Linked DNA regions of Mus musculus: region 2 is linked to region 1. A link is a contact called in public promoter capture Hi-C data. All regions are on one chromosome and are shown on one strand. The core of a region is the stretch at or near the end of the contact, and the rest is flanking DNA. Distances in the headings are between cores, read along the strand shown.

What was found. Promoter capture Hi-C pulls out the DNA fragments that hold promoters and counts their contacts.
Region 2: a promoter capture Hi-C map of liver shows a contact between it and region 1, with 8 times the contacts expected there. The contact joins the promoter of Mms22l here to the enhancer-like site in region 1. A contact is called at or near these places in 3 of 39 promoter capture datasets (hippocampal neurons, liver and pre-B cells), 1 of 484 Hi-C or Micro-C datasets (CD4 T cells), 4 of 115 datasets of contacts at active chromatin or transcription factors (embryonic forebrain, embryonic stem cells, large pre-B cells and 1 more) and 2 of 9 other capture datasets (adipose tissue and liver).

Annotation. Positions count from the first base shown.
Region 1 is chr4:22,377,961-22,382,978 of GRCm38.p6, reverse strand. The region is part of intron 3 of Fbxl4 (F-box and leucine-rich repeat protein 4); the gene reads right to left. Among named protein-coding and RNA genes, the nearest start is that of Gm24607, 16 kb to the left of the region's middle. Within about 2 kb of position 2,103, at least 25 of the 459 cell types and tissues checked have an H3K27ac peak or open chromatin away from gene starts, as enhancers often do. A contact at or near this core is called in adipose tissue and liver, where this site is marked.
Region 2 is chr4:24,493,852-24,498,869 of GRCm38.p6, reverse strand. It overlaps Mms22l (MMS22-like, DNA repair protein), which reads right to left and starts at 2,419. Exons shown (of 24, transcript NM_199467.3): 1 at 1,805-2,419; 2 at 907-1,032. The coding sequence starts at 1,962.

The DNA.
Region 1 (5,018 bases), core at 854-3,353:
ATAAAAGAGCTCCAATTATACGCATAGATCAGTGCCTTGTTCAGCCACCATCAGACAAGCTTCCTGCTAAACTAGATGGGAACAAATACAAAGACCCACAGCCAGAAATGAGAGATAGAGGGAGAGAGACAGACAGACAGACAGACAGACAGACAGACACCTTGTAACACTCATCCATAAATGGGATTTTCCATCAAATCTCTCCCCTCAGAACTCAGAGAACACTGAGAAGAGGATATAGAAAGAATGCAAGAGCCACAGGAGATGGAGAACACCAAGAAAAAAATCTCTCTGAATTCACATGAACAAAACTCATATGAACTAACACAGACTGGGGCAGCATGCACCAGGCTTGCACGAGTTGGCACTGGGTCCTCAGCATATATATTATGACTTCCAGTTTAGTGTTTTTATAGGATTCCTGAGTGTGCAAACAAGTAGATCTCTGATTCCTGTACCTTCTTCTAGGCTCTTTGCCTTCTGTTGATTTTTCTTCTCAAACTTTGATAAGATAGTTCCATCTTATTGTACTATATTTTATTTTGTTATACTTTTATAATTATCTCCTAGAAGCCTATTCTTTTGATGATTGGAAACAAAAGGAGTGGATCCAGATAACAGGGAGGTGGGGAAGAACTGGGAGGCACAGAGGGAGAGGAAACTGAAATCAGAGTGTATTGTATGAGAAAAGAATCTATTTTAATAAAAGGGGAAGAAAGTATATTTTAACTCTCAATATATAATATTTTAAAAATTGCTTCCCAAAGAGCTTATAGCATGCAGAATAAAAGAATGACCACTGAAAGGATCACAACTGTTTACTGTAATCTCTAATGTCAAAGTGAGCCATATCTCCTGATGATGGAATTTATAATTCACTGGTTAATACTTAAATTTTTGGCATAGTATCTAATAATACTGTTTCCATTATATAACAGACTATTTAGTTCCTTGACCCTAAGTAAAAATAACTAGAGTAAGGCGTATAGAAACTGCAATAGACACAATTTTATAAAACTCAAGAAGAAATCTAAAAGAGGAAGCCACTGATATGCATTCTGATAGTCTTTACATATGCCAAAAAGGAACTAAGAAGAACATACAGCCCCAACCCTGAGAGAAAAGAGAAGGAATCTATGGTCCATTCCTACCATCAAGAATCAAAGCATAAGTTCAGTGAGAATTCTTTTAAATTTTTTTTCTTTTCAGGGAATTTGATGTGATATTTCAAATTTGTATGCAATATACAGTGATGAAACATAGGCTTCCTAATCTACCCCTTACCCCCATAATAGTAATCTCAATCTCTAACAGTCGCTAGTCTCCTTTTAGGTTGTTCTTATTTTGTGACTTCCTATGCTGTTGGCTAACAAAGTCACAAGAACTACGAAAGCATGGCTTTTAAATCTTTGACTGTTTAAGACTTAGGAAGCTCATTTCCTACATACAATTCCTGAACTACTCCAACATGAGAAAGAACATGGGATGCTGGTCTCTCTATGTCAGGCTTATTCCACTTAACTGAAGAACGCGTAATGCCCACCCATTTTGCTGCAAATGACAAAAATTGTATACTTCTTTACTGTTGGCTAATATCCATTGAGCAGACATGCTGCATTTACTTTATCAATTCCTCTGCTGATGGGCACTGAGGCTGAATCTATATTGAGCTATTGTGGACAGTGCTGCGGAGGACACGGGAGTACAGCCGCTTTGGGGAGGTGATTTCCTTCCCTTTGGATACACTCAGAAGTAGATTCCCCCACGGGAATTCTAGTAACCTCATCCCCAAGGACGCCATAAACCACAAAACAAGCCACATTAACAGGGGGACTCGTACAGCTTCTATAACCATAAATACCACCCCCTTATCTGATATCTTTTGAAGATTCTCTTCTGAAGACTAAAAACAAAACCCATCAAATAAAAGGGCTTGCCTTTGTTCTTAAGAGACAACAGTCCAGCCCATCACTAACTAGAAAGTAACACGCTGCCATTCTGTGTGAAAGGCCTGGTCTTTCAATTCTGACTTCTTGATAAAATCACCATCCCAGGTCTACAAGGTTAAGGGAACCAGGATTCGGCAATTCATGAAACCACTGCTTAAGCAACTTCCTTTGGCAGGAAATTCTTCCATGGCAGCCACTGCTGCTCGGCTTTCCTAATGTCACTGATTTATCAAAGTGTTTTGAGCGCTGGAAAAACAAAGAAGCAAATCAGTAAACATTACTCCCCAAATAACATTATCCTGGTTGCGTTAGTACGACATCAATTTGTCATTTTCTGCCTTCCTCCTCACCTTCTTTCTCTCTCTTCTAAAGTGTGACCCTGAGCCAGCCTATTCTCCAATCCTCAGCCACAGATCACTTTGTTCTACCTCTTTCCTTTTCCTTTAAGAAGCACTAAGCAAAAAGCCAAAAAGACACCAAAATCAGTAGAACTGCCTGTGATTTCCTATACTGTTGGCTAACAAAGTCACAAAAACTATGAAAGCATGGCTTTTATATCTTTGAATGTTTAAGACAATAGGAAGCTCATTTCCTACATAAAATTCCTGAACTCTCCAACACTCTCGAACTCGTTTCAACTCCTAAATGCCACAAAAGTATTCAGTTAAATATACGGCAACAGTCCAGAGCTCTCCCAACTACAAGGAAAGAAACTGTACCTTCTTACATATACACAAAGATACACACATTACTGTAAAATTGTTCTTCATTCAAGACTCATGTTAATTGGATATAAGTGGTAGTAATTTGGTGATAAATGGTATTGCTCCTTCATTTGTCTTCTAATGCCTGTGTATTAAGCAAAGTGAATGCTCTGTCAATTACCATATAATATAGTTGGCAGTAGCTGACTCCTTTCTCCCACTCGCAGACCCTGGTGTCTTGTATTTATCCTCCAGACAGTTCTGGTTTGCTCCCTGGAACATTCATCTGCCAGCCTGTTAAGAAAACTATCCTGGGCTCCTGAGCAGCATGTAGCCAGGTTTGTCGGTCCTCGTTCTATTCCTACAGCCCATGCTAGGACTGACAGGTAGTCAGGCTGGAATAGGAGATGAAACCACACAGAATTGTACCCTTCTCTTCTGAATGTCCCCTCTCCTTGTTGGTATCTTCCACAGTAAATGACTACACATGAGTCTCACTGTAGCTTCTAGAAAGCCAGTGCCAAGTCAGCTCTGAGATCTCTAATTCCAGAAACCCCTAGTTTACGTCTTCAATCCATCTTATTTTGCTGCCCCTAATGGAGCTTGGGCTTCTCTCACTTCTTCAACTCTGATCTAAGCTTGGAAGGTGTCATCCTTCTCCACTTTTCCTAGCCCTCCAGCTGAGCCACCCTCAACCTGAGTGAATTCACTTCCTTGAGGAAACCACTCTATTGACGTTCCGAGAGCCACAGGCACATTGGCTTCCCCTAGCCAGGACATGTCCCTTAAATGTCACAGTCCACTTCCAGGGTGGTTTGTAGCTCAGAACAAAAGCCATCTTTGTGTGGTTCTTTGTTTTGTTCCCAGCAGAGAAAGGATGCCCAATGAATGTTTCCCACTGTCTAAAGAAACTCACCAAAACATTAACAGTTACTGAATCTGTAAGAACCTTTTAATCTTCCTTTTAGATGATGAAGCATCTCTTAAGCTCACAATCAGTAACACTTAAAAATGCCTTCTTGGAGCTAAGTAATCCCAGCACTGAGAGGAAGGAGGAGGGGGACTGCTGTGAGTTCCAGGACAGCGTGGGGCTGAAACTGTCTCCAAAAACCAAAACAAAACAGAGGTTTTGTTTTGCAGGAACACACACTCATCTGATGCCTTTTCTCCTAAACTTTAATGGTGTTTTCTGAGAAATAAAGCTAAAATCAATAAAGCAAATCAGAGGCATCTACAAATTAAGTTTTAATATTACACAATGAAATCAGCTATGCAGCAGTACCTGGGATGAGAGAAAAGGCCTCGTCTGTGTCATAAATCTCAGATCTGTTCACAGTGTTTAAAATGTGGGTAACTTTATAAGGATGATAAAGAATGACAGAATATTATAAATAATTCCCACATGAGAAAAGATTCTGTCCAAATTCCTGCAGTTAGTTTTTTCCTTTCAGGAAAGAAGTCTGTATATAAGATGATGGTTTTGTGTTTTTAATAATTTATTAACAACACTATACACAATAAATTATCAAAGCAATTTCCAGCAATAGTTGAGCTGACCTCTGTATTTGTTTCTTGGCAGGGTTGAAACATGTTCCTTGGCACTCAGGACAGAGAGGCCAGCCAGCAGTGTGTGTGTGTTGGGGGTGGGGGGGCTGCCCTGTGCTTCACCTCTCCTACACTACCTGCTGGGGCCCCACAATTCACTGGTACCTGTGAAGGGTGCCTGTGAAGCACTGTCAGCTAGAACGAGCTCACAGGGCAAAGGTTTTTATTATGTACATTGTTGATGCATCCTCAACAGGCACAAAACCACACAGCACATGATAGACACTAAAATGTTCAATGACGGCGTCTCCTAATATTAACATGAAGATCTAAAATGGAGAGATCAACAAGTAACAAAAGAATACACAAATGATCAGATAATCAAAGGAAAGGATACATAAATGGTGCCTTGATATAGGAAAAGCTATTCAACCTCAGAGACAAAGAATCTTAATAAAAATAACAAAAACATTTTCACCAAATTAATTACAAAACTATGAAAGGTATTAACACTGTGAGCATTTCAGCAAAGCTTGCCCACATTTACATTTCTTGTGGTAATATAAACAGGCATAGACCCTTTAGAGGGAAATCTGGCTCCATACAAATACATGTCTCTTTGGCCAAGCAATTCTTCTGGGGGCATCTATCTCACACAAAGACTTACAGAGAAGTGAAGTGATGAATGGAAACTTTCTTCTCTGCATTAATGTTTACGATAGCAGAAGAGTGGCAAAAGCTAAGCACCCATCAGCTAAGGAGTAGTAAATTAACAGGGCACACAGATGGGACACTTTACATGCAGCTACAGGAAAAAAGC
Region 2 (5,018 bases), core at 1,170-3,669, 2.1 Mb before region 1:
ATCATTCCTATCTGCCTTGAAACTCTCTTAAAGACCCATCTCACTACAATGTTTACAATTACAGAAAACTTGCTCAGCTTGTTCTCTCAATAAATAACACAAGGCTGGAGAGATGGCTCAGCAGCTAAGAGCACTTTTTGCTCTCGTAGAGGACATGCATTTGGTTCCCAGCATGTATGGTAGTAGCCCACAACCATCCATAATTCTAATTCCATGCCCTCTTCTGACCTCTAGGGCACCACACATGCATGTAGTATACAATACATACAGATACTCAAAACATTCATGCATGATTGTGTTGACCTACAAAGAAAAAAAATTGACAGCATCTACTACATCAAAGATACACCGACATCTCTTTATGAGGGTTCATGGCACGTAGTTCAAATCTTTATCTATGATGGTTCATGCTTGTAATCCCAGCATCACAGACTAAGAAAGGATTGCTGTGTAAGTTTTAGGTCATTGACCTAGGCTACACATTGGCTAGAGTTGAGGCCCTGTCTTAGAAACAAAAACAATGCATATACAATATGTTATATAGAGAATATGTACATTATACACAGTGCAGGTATTCAGTGCTCAGTAGTATGATGCTTGCCTAACATATACAATAACCTAGATTAGATCTCTAGAATCACATGTGATTAATTTAATCAGAGACTAATTTAATCTAGAGATTAAATCACACACATATATATTGATAAGGATTTCGCTTATCAATATACACAATATAAACAACTCCTTAAAACCATTATTTATCAGTCATAACTGCTTGAGTGTTTCCTGGTAAGACCACCAGCAAAGCAATAAAAAAGAGCAATTTCCCTGCTTTTGTAATCAGTAGTGGAAAAGCAGCAATATAAAACTAGACAGCATTAGAGTTAAAAATAGACACATACATACCTGAATAAATGAAAGAGCTCTCTACAGGAATAGACTAGCGCTGTTTCTGTAACCCATTGGAAGCCAAATAGTTCTACTGTATCCTCTTCAAAATTAGTTGGTAATGGATCAAGATTTAAAATTAACCTGTAATGAAAACAATGACTTAAATCATTTGAATCCAGACTATACATGCCATGATGACGCGCACAAACACATATGTATATGTGTATGTGTGTGTGTGTTGGGGGGGGGGGGGAGGGGTTACTTGACACCTTATGTTGTGTCCAAAAGGAAAATCTAAATGGAGTCCAAGCAATATACAAAGTGGTCTGAGGTCACAGTAATTTATCTTTGAACAAGAAAATGGGTTTTCAGAACACCAAATATTCCGAATTAGGAAGAATGACATCATATAGATACCTAATGTGGTTTAAGGTTATTAACAAATTATTAACAAGGTATAATCATACAATCAACAAAAAATGGTTTTCTTTAATGAAGTTTCCTCAAAGGGCATTACCTAAATAATTCAAGAACAGCAATTTTATTGTAATATTCATTCGACTAATGTGTCTATGAATTCTGTATGCCGATGCTTTGGATGGAAAGAACCCGTGCAACAAAAACTATCAGGTTCTACTTATAAACTACTGAAAACTTATAGATAACTATTACCCCTTAAAAGGAAATACAAGTTCCAAGAGACTAGGCTGCTCTGAAACCAGTCTAAGTAAATTAAATATCCAGCTACCCACTCCTAAGAGATTATCAATTATCCAGAAAGTTCTTCTATATACTAAGCGTATGTAAAACGAGGCTTGCTGAGCACCTACGTTAGACATTGGTGATAATCAACATTGCTGGGGGTGGGGACCTTCAATTCGGTTTTTTGTTGTTTGTTTGTTTTTTAACCTACCGCTTAAGGGCGCCACTGGCAAGGTAGGACTCTCCAGAGAATTTTCCTTCTCTGTTGTCAAAAGCGCAAGAAAAGCAGGGGGGTTTGCACCACTCTGTCCCCAGCTCCAGCTCTAAGCTGTCAGTCAAGAAGGTCGACGCTGCTGAACAGCCATCCATTATTTACATCCTGCTCTGCAATGCCACCGCGGTTCCGGGCAGTTACGTTCGGGCTCCGAAGACAAGCTGCAAGAGGCTGAAAGTACGGTAAGGAGCTACCTCGGAGATCCAAAATGTGCCCTCAGCACCCGGGGAAACCAACGTGAAAGCAGAGAAGCTGAAGGCAACAGGTCCAGAATCCTCCGGGCGTCCCGCAGGCGCCGGAGCCGCCAAGCCTTCCAACGCCGCCCTCGCTCCCTCCGGGCTGCCGTGGGTTTTGAGGCCCTCGCGCACCTCCTCAGGCTGGTTTCCCCGCACGGCCCGGATGGAGCACGCAGCCCCGCCGCCTCCCTCCGTCTCCCTCAGTCCCAGCGCGGCGTTCGGGGCGGGCGAGCGCGCGGGAAAACCGCAGGCCCCCGCAAACCTAGAACGCGGAACGCAGCGCCGGGCAGAGGAAACCGGAAGCAGGCGAAATTCCCGCCACGGCGTGCCCCGCCTCCGGCGCCGCCCTCTCGCGAGTCCTCACTGGCGCGGACCGAGATCTCGCGAGAGCCCGTCGGCCCGGACAAGTCCAGGGATTCGCTCTTCACGGTTCTCCGTACCGTTGAGAGTTTGCGAGGTGGCCAGCTCTCCGCTGAAGCCTGGAAGTAGGGTCTGCGAACGGCGGGGATCAGCTTCAGGCCGGGCTCTGGAGAGCCCCGCGCCTGCCTCGGCCTCCCGCAGCCCGGCCACCCTCTTCCTGCCCTGGGGCCCACCCCGGCTTTCCTGTGTTGGATGCCTTCTGCTCTGCAGCAGTGACCCAGAACACAAGGGACACATTGACTAAGTTAGATGGCTTTTTTTCCTCAGACATAACAACTTTTGCTCCCTTTGCAATACATTGTAACTCTGGACAAGAGTTACAATTTTGTAAAAATATTTTCCGATCCATTTTCCTTATTAAAGTGTTCTTTAAAGTTGACTCGAATATTACTGTCTTGAGATGGGGGTGGGGGGCATGGGGATTCAAATGCCTGCTGCATTTAAATATATTGCTTTACTTGCGGGCATCCACTTCATAGGGAACCTACCCTAACTCTTAGATGTTAAAATCAACGTATTTTCAAATGACATGTGGGATGAAGCGGAAGAAAAAAAAAATTCCCACTGCAGTGTAGGGCTACTATAGTACATGTATTTGTGCAGCCCAGTTGAGGTACTCTGAGACCTGATGCTTTTTTTTGTTGACTGCTGATGATAGCTGGTGATGAGTATTGTATCATGAAGGTCTCTTCCACAGTGATGTCAAGAGTATGTTTTCTGAATATGAGAATACCTAGTGTTGGCACTGCAATTAGGACAACATACCATACGGCCATTTTTCTTCCTCCCATCAACATTCCAGTACACTCTTGTCTGTTGTGTTTGTTTAAATACCTGATGTTGATTATGTGAGCTCAACTTATGTGAATCATGGAGTGGGAAGAACTAAAGAAATGACAGAGGCCAATTAAGGTGATACTTAATGAAATGGTCACTTACAAAGGTGTGTCCATGGTTACTGGATCCCAAAATGGGATGACTAGGCACCCACAGCTAATAGAGACAATTATCATTCTTGAGCAGAAAAGTAAGGATCAACACGGATTACTAGAGAGGAGTGAGACCTGTGCCTGTAGGATGCAGTCACCTAACTTATCGTCACACAACAGTGGTTGCCTTCACAGACAAACACAACTGTCCCACCACAGACAAGTGGGGGAAACACTGAAAGGAGTAAACCACATCCCATGTTTCACTCCTGTCGGCCAAAACAAACCAAAGCGCAAAGCAAGGGTGTAGCCTATCAAGTGTATGTAGTCCAGGTTAGAAATGAAAAGAACTAAAGAGAAGTTAGAGACTCTTCTTTGAATCAGACAAAATTGTAATTATTTTTATCTTAATTTTGACAAGATATAGAAATGTTAAGAACTTAAGTATAAGCTTCCATAGATAGAAATAGCTATTATATATTTATTAATATAACATAATACTGTTACAACAGAAATATTCAAATAATATTGTTTTGTAAAGATGAAATGCTGGTATTTTGTCCAGCTGCCCCCAATTTCCTAGTCTTCTTGTCTTAACCTCTCAAGTAGCTTAGACTACAAGCATTCATCACCACATCCACCTAACAATCTTAATTAGAAAATTGAAATGTCTCTGCAATTGATAATAATTGACAATAGAAAATTAATACGGCTATAAAAGATTTGGATAGTACTAGCTCCCAGTTGAATCTAATTGATGCATATGACTACGCTAACAGTAAAATTATACAATTAAAAAGAAAACATGGAACATGAAACCAGATTATATTCAGAATCATGAAACAAATTTTATCTATTTAAAAAGGATTGAAGGCTACCAGTGAAGTATAGTGGTAGAACATTTGTATAGTGTGTATAAGTCTCTGCATTTCATTCACAAAAGCTAAAAAAAGGTTGAAAACATACGAAGTATATTGTGTAACTACAGTGAAATTAGGAGCTGCTTTCATTAGAAGGGGAAGAATTCAATGATGCAAACATCCATTTTGAAATATTGGAAGTTCAGTGAATTCAAACCAAAGATATAACAACAAAGAAAAAAAGGATAGAACCAGCAAAAAATGAAATAAATGAAACAAAAAGATTCTTCAAAAGCATCAAGATGCAGTTAACAAACCATCTAACTAGACTGACCAAGTAATCAAAACAAAATGGCAGTAGAGATGGGAGAAGAAGAAGAAAAAGGAGAAGGAGGAGGAGGAGGAGGAGAAAGAGACATAAATTGCCAGTAAAAAAGAGACTGGGGTGATGGCTTAGTAAAGTGCTTGCTGAATGAAGACCTCATTTATGCCTTCATCTCACACACACACAAAGCTAGGTGCATGAGTATATGATTGTAGTATTCACACTGGGAAGGCAGAGGCAGGAGGCATCCTTGGGACACTCCTGCTAGCTAGCCTAGGCTCCTCTGAGCCCCAGGTCCCAAAGAAACTCCCTGTCTCAAAAATAAGGGCCATCTCTTGACTAATCACTTGACTAATGACACCTGAGGTTGGCCTCTGGCCT